Regions from separate parts of the Xenopus laevis genome. Here region 2 is linked to region 1. Evidence: chromatin contacts called from public Hi-C data. All regions are on one chromosome and are shown on one strand. The core of a region is the stretch at or near the end of the contact, and the rest is flanking DNA. Distances in the headings are between cores, read along the strand shown. Region 1 holds the start of hes4.L (hes family bHLH transcription factor 4 L homeolog). Region 2 has its middle 22 kb from the start of LOC108696527.

Region 1 (4,888 bases), core at 431-2,930:
AGAATGACTCAAGCTAATTATGCTTAGGTTGCTATGGGTTACTGCACTGGAGCAATTTTGTACTTATGAGCACTGAGCTCCACCGATCCCTGGAGAAACCTGTTTCATTTTAATAGTGTTGCTTAGCACATTGGCACTAATGTGTTAAGTTTAGCACCTACTCTTGCTACCTATATACACATTAGCATTTATTTGCATTCCACAGTGAGCAAAAACATTACATTCATTAGCAAGAGCAGACTTGCAGGTTTCTGCAGGACCCCTGTAAAAAAAAAACTGGAGAAAAAGGGGTATTGGGCTAAACAGAAGATGATTTCTTACAAATCCCAAAGCCATTCATACATAGATAATATTCATATTTTTGTTTCTTTTTTTTACTTCTGCTTTTGGGAAGTATTTATCCATGAAATGCTGTTGCTCCTGGGACTGTGCTTAGTAACAGCTAGTGGGACAGTGACTATGAAACCTCCATTCGCACAGAACAAATCAATAAACGCAAACAGTTCCCAAGACAGAAGATTGATGGAAACGCTTTCTTTCTTTTTTTTTTCTTCCTGAAAACTTTTTGTTTTGGTTTTTTTAAAACTGAATTGTAGGACAGCGTAAAGAAACGGTTGCCTGTTTACAGTAAATACCAATCTGAAGCCTTAGTTTGAACATCAATACTCAGATCCAGTTAGGTCTCAGCCTCAATTTCTTCTCAATTTCAAAACATATTTGTGAGCCAAAAGTAACATTGCTGCAGAGTTGGACAAGCTCGCTTTGAACTCGTGGTTTTACATAATGAACGTTGCAATGTACGCACATGCCATTGTCTTGGGAACCTCTTTTTTTCTACGTTGATGATAATGGTGTGTTATAGAGCGATAATACGTTGCACATATATAATAATAAGGTTTGTAAAGTTGAAACACTTCCCATCATTGTTATTTAGGAAAGTGGAACCAAATGGAGCAGTGCAGAGTAAAACAGTCCAATCCAAGAATTGATGTGCAACAAAATCTGTAGGGCAATTTCAATATTCCATCTTTTAAATTAGAAGGCTGATGCTAGTAACCCCGAATATGATCATTTTTTTATTGTTTATTCATAATTAGGTATACGGTAGTGACACATAGATGTGATCACAAGAGCTCCCAGTGTAGCCATTGGTTTGTGGCAATAAATCGCAGCAGCATCAACTGGTGCAATTATATATAATACTTGCTATGAAATAAACATTATTATCTATGGAATGTTTGTATGTGTAACAAGATCAACGAGTGGTCTGGGGGGGTTTCCCTAAAGGGACTGAGATATGTGCCAGGCGGTTCCCCTGCTATGTGCACGTGTGTATAATGCAAGTTATAATATGTTGCTGTAATATATGTTCCAGAATGGTGCGCATTGCTCGGCACTGGGCTTCACTCCCTGCCCGATCCCCGGCGCCTGCTATGAGCCAAGCGCGTGACTGGCAGTCTGCTTGTGGGGGTTGGAGTGAGAGGAGGGGGTGAGTGGAGGTTGCAAAGTTAGGGAGGGTGCCGGTTATCCAATAGGAATGCGTAGTGGGCGAGCCTGCGCTTGTGATTGGCCGAGGAGAGTGTGGGAAAGAATGCACTGAAGGTTTCACACGAATGGGGAGCAGCAGCGCGGAGTATAAATAGAGGCAGAGCCCGCAGGCTGGGAGATCAGAGTGAGATACAATCCAGGCTGAGGGTTTATGATCCAGCCAAGCCTCATACACACAGCACTCGCCTCTGCACTGGCCATAGCAACATCCGCATCACTAGCCCTATCCGGATACAACATCTGAACATGCCTGCAGATAGTATGGAGAAGCCGACAGCCTCCCCCATTGCAGGGGCACCAGCCAACTCAGCGCAGACTCCGGATAAACCCAAGAGTGCCAGCGAGCACAGAAAGGTAAATGTCGCTCTGTGGTGATGACCTGTTCATCCTGAACTTGCCCACCAGGAATATTGCCGACTGGCGCTAAGTGAGTGAGTCGCTCAATTGTCTCTCCTCTCTGTTTTACAGTCGTCCAAACCCATCATGGAAAAGCGCAGGAGAGCGCGAATCAACGAGAGCCTGGGGCAGCTCAAGACCCTCATCCTGGATGCGCTAAAAAAAGATGTAAGTTCCTCTCTGGATCATATACCCCTCATATGTATATATATATATAGCACTGTGCACCCTCTGCTTCATAGCTGCCTTACTCAAGCTGCTTTTGAGATACAGAAATATTCCTAATTACAATAACTACCGAGAAGTGGCAGAAAGTAATCCCCCTGGTATAGATGTGTAATGGATATTTATATATATATATGGTGCCTGCTATGAAGCCTCTCACGCCTATAGATATTCATGATCCCTTGTATTTCCCCGCAGAGCTCCAGACACTCTAAACTGGAAAAGGCTGATATCCTGGAAATGACAGTCAAGCACCTACGGAACCTGCAGCGAGTGCAAATGACAGGTAAATACATGGATGAGCCACATGTTATTGTATTGGTGGGATGCTGGGGCTGCTCTCCTTCCGTTGCTAGTCACTATGCTGGGTGAGGGGAGCGGGTTGTACATCAGTGTCAGTCTCAGTAACAGGGGCCCAGTGAGCTTGAGTTAGTGCCAGTGATTTAGCATTGGGATCAGTGCAATAACCCCTTTTTGCTCTCCCTTACAGCCGCTCTAACAGCCGACCCCTCAGTTCTGGGAAAGTACAGAGCCGGATTTAACGAGTGCATGAACGAAGTCACCCGATTCCTCTCTACCTGCGAGGGCGTCAACACCGAAGTGAGGACCAGGCTTCTCGGTCACCTGTCCAGCTGCCTGGGACAGATCGTAGCCATGAATTACCAGCAACCCCCCTCCAGCCAACAACCAGTGCATGTGCAGCTCCCTTCCAGCACCCCCGTGCCCATGCCTTGTAAGGTGAACCCAGCAGAGGCCATCTCCCCCAAAGTATTCCAGGGAGGCTTCCAGCTAGTGCCAGCTACTGACGGCCAGTTTGCTTTCCTCATTCCCAACCCAGCTTATACCTCCAGCCCCGGACCTGTTATCCCTCTATATGCCAACGCGACATCCCCCGGCGGCCCCCCGAGCCAGTCTCCAGTGCAGGGACTCACCAGCTTCGCCCACAAGATGCCTCACATGGCGCAAGCCGTCAGCCCTCTAGGGGGCAGCACCAGAGCAGACAGCGCTGAGTCCGTGTGGCGACCATGGTGATAACGCGATCAGCCGACTGTGTATATGTTGGTTCCGTTCTATGGGACCCTGCCTTAAAGACAATCCGCACAAAAAAACTATTTATTTCCAAATATGGGGATTTCGCTTTTTTATTCTTTAATAAAAAAAACAAACTTGTGTAGATGACCCATTTTTGTAACAAAGCTCTTTTGCTGAGATTTCTTTTTTTTTTTTTTTTTTTTTTTTTTAGTTTTGTACAATTGCGTACAGAAAAATGTGTAATGCCAAAGTTATTGTGTTGGTTTTTGTGTCAAAAACTTTCCGAACATGCAGGAGTTTTATTTAATAAACTCTTTTTCATTTGAATCCAGTTGTGTGGTGCTTGGATTATATGGGGGGTTGTGTGAGATCACTTATCAGTCTAATGGCGAGTGCCATAATAAAATACATAGGCCCCTTGCTGTGATTGATCAGTTTTATATAAGAAATAAGTGCCAGGCAATACATATCACTGCCAGTAGAACGCTACAGCTTATTTTTAAGTGTTTATATAGAGCCCTAGTAGCTACCACAGTTATTAAAGCATATGCTTAGCCCAGGCTAAAGACACGTGACACATAAGTGACTATAATAATCGCACAATAGGACAGATCGGAATGAGGGAATCACTCTGCCCATGGGAACCATGATAAATGCCTAGGAATGCCAGTAGCAAAATGACAAAGGCTGATAGCATTCCTATAGGGCATATTGGAGGAATGTGGGCTGCCCTGACACATTCCGTTGAAAATTATAGAATTATTGCATTTTCTATGAGAAATCTATATCCATTAATCAATGACAGTAGTGCTTGGAATTCCTTCAAAATTGTGAAAAAAAAGTCACTGTCCCCTGAAGGAGGTGTGTGTGTGTGTGGGGGGGGGGGTTGAGATTAGAATGAAGCCCCTTTGTGGCAGAAGATAAAGAAAAGGTATAAAAGATCTCATCTATTATGCAGCGGGCTCCCGGGGAAGCTTGGGATCCCTATTGAGTTGCCTGGGAACTGAGCCGGGAGGGGGTTAAGGTGCTTCCCGCACATACACTGTTACCGGCCCCGCGCCTGTCCTGACAAAGGCCCCGCTGTAAACAGAACAATCCCGTTTAATTTCAGCGCGCAGGGGACCATTGGGGAAAGGCATTTGTTTTGCGCACTTTATTATGACTCACCGGCTGCACTTGAAGCTCAGCCAAGTGTGAAGGTTTCGCTGTTTGTCGTGTGGGAAGATAAAGAGAGGGGGCGAGACACCTACACTGATTCCCATTATCTGCCGCTGCTAAATGCAATGCGATCTGCCACTTTCATCACCGGCACTTCCACACCATTCCTTTATATCCCACATCCATTCGTCAACCTGCTGCTTTCCAGCTGTTCCCCATAACCCTTTCACTGTAGATCTAGTACAACAACGACTTCAACCAGACAGGTTTAATAACTGGGTGATACCATTCGGCAAGGTGGGGGTGTGTTAGCATTTTTAGCCCATATACAGTTCTAGATTGCCGTGCCGGCCAATGCCGGTAACCTGGCCGGCAACGTCGAGTCCAGCACCCCCGTAACGCCGTGCGCAAACGAGGACGCGCGTGCGCAAACAAGGACGCGCGTGCGCGGACGGTCCTGCGTCTACACGCTTAACCACCCTCAGTAGTGGATATGGGGTAGGCCCTGGTAGATTGGCTGCCATTTTTG
Region 2 (5,164 bases), core at 848-3,347, 190 kb after region 1:
TTATGTAAAATAGAAATCAGTCCAGCTATGAAAATCATTGTCTAAATTGTGAATCCCCGCATTTGATTTGCATCAGGAAGTAATGATTCTGATTGGTGTTAGTATTCTGCACTGCGCTGAGTATTGACACCTATAAAAATGAATGGTTTTAATTAATACCAAGGTTATTCATGTTTATAGCTAATATACTATTGAATGCTGGGAGTTGTAGTCTGCAACAGTACAGGCTTTCAGTCTGATATTTCTGCTGTCGTGTGCATTCAATGATGTGGGAATAATACTAAAAACATGCATAACTCAATGTTGGGCAACAATACATAGATAATGCAAAAGCTACGTTTCCGAGCAACATTCAAAGTATTGGGAAATCATATTTTTCTTTGTTTTTCTTTCCAGGTTATTTCACGGAATATGATTTACTGTTTTTATCATGTGAAGTATTTCCACGAGATATGCGCATGTAAATGTGTGTATCTTTATAAACTGAACAAACAGGCTGTGGTATCCTTGCACATGGATCGTAAGCTCTTTGGCTTTGCTGGCGGCTTGTGTTACTGACAGTTACATAAAACAAACAGGTCAGGATAAGTAATAAGCCTTTTTCACTTGAAGTAAAACAGATGTGGCTTCAAAATGACCTTAAAACAAAGCCATACTCCTGGCATGAATGGATCCAATGGAAAACCTGTTGTCTGACACCCTTCTGCCCACCTGGCTGACAATCAAATTCTGATGGTCTTTCTTAGGGATTTGGGGGGGCTTTGAACCCTGAGATTAAGGTAATCCGTCTTTTCTGACTGCCACTGACCCTGACTGGCTAGGATTTCTCTTGCTTCCCAGAAGTGTCTGGCTTTATTTTGTTTCCCACTATTGCAGGTGGGGGTATGTGAGGAAGTGGAGAGTTCCAGGCTGCTGCCTGTGTAATCCTTGGAACCTGACCTAGCTGCCCCTCTCCCAGTACCTGCCTCTTGGGAAGATGGTGGGGGAGAGCAAGTCAGTGGGTGGTCAGAGAGCAGAGTGGGAACAGCTTTTCTCCAGTATAACAGCAACATGTGCTCAGTGGCTGTCACTAGCCTGGGAATGGGACGAACTTCTGATATGTGCAGGGAACGCCTGTAGGATTTAGAAGCTAAACTCATGTTGGGAAAGCTGAGGGAAACTTGTTTGCAATGTGCATATTTTTTTCTGTTAACATCATTTCATATATTTGCTCTTTTTTTTTAATATAAAGCACTATAAAACTCTCTGACTTATAGTCCTTCGGTTTTTGTTAAACTACACTAACCAGCACAACCTTAAGTTGTTGGTAGCCTCTAAGTTTCCCTCCAAAAATACTGTGTGAAAATATACAATTATCCAGAAACCCAATATTCAGACAGCTCAGAATAATGAGAAGGCCATCTCCCATAGAGTACTTTTTAATACAAATAATTTTAACCCTACATGTGACATTAGCCTTATACTGCTGGTTACGAGCATATTTTTATATATATATATATATATAAATAAAACACTTCCAGTAACTTGAAGGAAAACTATACCCCCAAAATGGATACTTAAGCATATTAAGTGACATATTAAAGAATCTTAGCATACATTATATATTTAAGTAAGTATTGCCCTTTTACATCTCTTGCCTTGAACCACCATCTTGTGATGGTCTGTGTGCTGCCTCAGAGATCACCTGACCAGAAATACTAGAACTGCAACAGGAAGAATTGTTGACGCAAAAGACACAACTCTGTTAATTGGCTCATGTGACCTAAGAAATATAGTTTGTTTGGTATGTTTGTGTGCACAGTGAATGGTACGATCCCAGGGGGCGTTCCTTATTTTATACAATGGTCATTTTCTATATGATTACCCAATGGCACATACTACTAGAAAAGTATATTATTATGAAAATGGTTTGTTTACATGAATCAGGGATTTTAATATGAGCTGTTTTATGCAATATCTTTTTATAGAGACCTACATTGTTTGGAGGGTATAGTTTTCCTTTAAGTTGAAAGGGGAGGCATTAAAGGTAAATGTGAAGCAGTTGGATGCAGGTGTCCTTAGAACACAACAGTGAATCAAGCCTCAGTAAAGACTTTCTCTGCTTGGTGAAATGTGCACTGACTCAATATCAATATATTTTGTGTCATTACTCAAAGATTTTATCTTATTTCACTGCGACAGGTTAGTAAATACACAAATGTATACACATGTTAATTCTGTCATTATCCCAGGGGATGCACTAAATTCCACACCCATAGTAGCTGCTCACACCTCTCTATTCACTGGCCAGTTTACACACTAAACATTCACAGCTTAAGAAGTTATTGTTGACTGTATACATAACAGTCCTTATTTCCACCTGCCAGAGGCCTAATCGTCAGCAAAGGAAAGTAACGCTGCTTTGTTCCAAGCCATTTGGTGGTCTGCTAAACAGGACTCCATGCCTGCCGCTTCTTTTATTTTGGTATTATGGCAGCAACAACCCATGAATAAATGTAAATATACAGATTCAAAAAGTTCTCTGTTCAGAGAAAAACTATTATTCAGCGAATATTATAGGACAATAGTGTGAAAAAGCTACCGGTACCCTCCCCCAACACACACTTGTGAATATCTTCCTCCTCATCACTTTTCCCTGACTTGGTTTTACTAGAAATCAGATTTGAGCAAACTTTCAAATTATGTTTTCATTGTGTATTTTATGGATGAGTCTCTGTATGGTCACCTTTAGTGACGGCACTGCAATATGGATATTGGGCAGGTAGTGGGTAGTTTAATTGTGGATAGGGTACTGTTCTCAAGTCAGAACTGGTAAAGCATCTGGTTCTACATCTCAAATAAGCTTCTCCACATCCCTTCCAACGTTTAACCAACCTTTCTTGGATGAAATGTGTGAAGGAGGTTAGAAATGTGTGTTCTCCAATGTGGACAGTGGGTCTTGAGTGTCCATCTGATTCCATGCAGGTCTCTAGTGTGTTGTCTGCGTTACACGTGAACCCCCCCCCCCCATGTTATGTGTTTATACATAACGGTATAAAACTTGTGCAAATGAGGTTTCGTTGTGTCTGATGCCAAATTCTTGCCAATCGGTAGCTAAAGATGAATTTTTAACTAATGGTATATGTTGCCTATATAGTAAATGGTAATAAAACTTGGTGGATCAGGATAAATATGACATTATTTGATACCGCTTTCAGCATACTCAGAAGATTCAGTCTCTATGCATATATTTCTGCTTTAGTACAATGCAAGACAAATGTTTATTACCCAACATTTTGCTATCTGATTAAAAATCACCCTTATTTTCCCTTTAAAAAATATGCTGTAAATCTGGCCATATATGGTCAGTTTTGGTCAAGTAGATGGATTTTAGCCATACTGCTGGACTATTGGGGCATGTATGGTAAATAACATATCTATACACGTTTGACCCCTCATTCAGTATCCATCTATATGTTTTGGGCTAAATGGTCAAAGTACCATACCTATTGGCCTGGGTATGGCCATTTTAAGAGTCTCATTTTACTTACATCTAGTAGCACAGGTGGCCGAATACCACAGATATTTCGAGAATTAGCCTATTTTGCAACCCCTTCACCTAGAAACAGGTAGCATTGGGCAGAGCAGGGAGCGTGATCACAAACAATAATGGGTATAAAGCAACCAGTCTTGGGACAGCAATCTCTCTGCAATAGTTTTATGAAATTGTGACATACGATGTGTAGTATATAAAATAAATTTGCTGTTTTGGCTTACAAACTGCACTTAATGGGGGTTTTCACCTTCAAATTAACTTTTAGTATGATGTAGAGAATGTTATTCTGAGATTGGTTTTAATTTTTTATTATTTGTGGTTTTTTAAGTTATTTAGGTTTTTATTCAGCAGCTCTCCAGTTTGCAATTTCATCAATCTGGTTGCAAGAGTCCAAATTACCCTTGCAACCATGCACTGCTATGAATAAGAGGCAGGGATATGGATGGGAGAGGGCCTCAATGGAAAGATGAGTAGACAAATAATTCAAAAACTATTTAAAAAAATATATATAAATATATAAAATATAAATATAACATTCTAAAAGTTAACTTGAAGGTGAATCACCCCTTTAATGATCCCCTTGCCAGAATAAGAGTTTCTGCCTTTAACCATAGCACAAACTAAAGGCTTTAAGTTATTCATGATGTATTTTTACATCTCTGCAGATAAAATTGAACTACAACTCCCAGCAGGGCCTTCTCCAGAAGCCCTTAACCTCAAGTTCTGAATATTACAACACATCACATAGGGGGGAATGTAATTTAAAGTCACAGGCATTATTTAAAATTATGTCTTTGAGAATGTTTAGCACTGCTCCCAATGTAAAATCAGTTGCAAACCTTGGGATGAAATCGTTGAGGAGTTTAATCAGCCAAAAAGGATGCAAACATGGTCACTAACATTTGCAAGCGTCTTTTGCACAGGTTTTTTGCACTAGCGAAACATACTACATTCCCCCATAGACAATATAGCTAGCAGGGTTAGGATAAAAATATTGGGGTCCATGGACAGCAACGTAGGTGACATAAAGTAATTTCATCTCATAGTCATGAATCCAACCAGCTATACACCAGTCTCTGTTAATAATATATTATTACGCTTTTAGCATACAAAAATGAATCTACAAACTGCATAATAATCGATTTAGGGATAGTGGGTGTAGTGCCAGTTACATAAATGAGGAGGATAATTGTACACTTTTCCGTGGTGTTCTGCAGACAGCTTATTTGCATTTCCTTATATGCGAGCCAGTTTTAAGTTTTACTGCAACTACCTGTAAATACGTGTGTCTAAAAAAGCCTGATGTGATTCAATTCATTAGTATTACATTTGGCTACAATAAAGTTACCCTCAGATTTGAGAGGTTTTACTACCACCTAGTGTCACTTACACAATAGTGCAACAGTGATACAAATTCATTCAAATATACTAAACACAAAACAAAAACGGTGGTACTGTGTAAGCCAGTAGCAAAAATAAATAAAAAAACAAACAAATACAAAAAGTATTGTGGAAGTGATACCTATATTGGCTAACAATAAAAATACATTGGAAGCTTTCAGAGCACCAAGGCCCTTAGAAAGGCACAGCATATATACTGTTAGATCAGTGAAAGGTATTCATGGGCAA

The links. Hi-C and Micro-C count contacts between places; a contact is called where the count stands out from the background.
Region 2: a contact with region 1 is called in a Hi-C map of the XTC cell line, with 3 times the contacts expected there. The contact joins the enhancer-like site here to the promoter of hes4.L in region 1. A contact is called at or near these places in 2 of 4 Hi-C or Micro-C datasets (the XL177 cell line and the XTC cell line).

Annotation. Positions count from the first base shown.
Region 1 is chr7L:90,955,074-90,959,961 of Xenopus_laevis_v10.1, forward strand. hes4.L (hes family bHLH transcription factor 4 L homeolog) reads left to right here and starts at 1,681. Exons shown (of 4, transcript NM_001088692.1): 1 at 1,681-1,902; 2 at 2,017-2,112; 3 at 2,368-2,455; 4 at 2,660-3,528. The coding sequence starts at 1,795. The coding sequence ends at 3,201.
Region 2 is chr7L:91,149,219-91,154,382 of Xenopus_laevis_v10.1, forward strand. No RefSeq gene overlaps it. Among protein-coding and RNA genes, the nearest start is that of LOC108696527, 22 kb to the right of the region's middle. Within about 2 kb of position 2,098, at least 2 of the 7 cell types and tissues checked have an H3K27ac peak or open chromatin away from gene starts, as enhancers often do.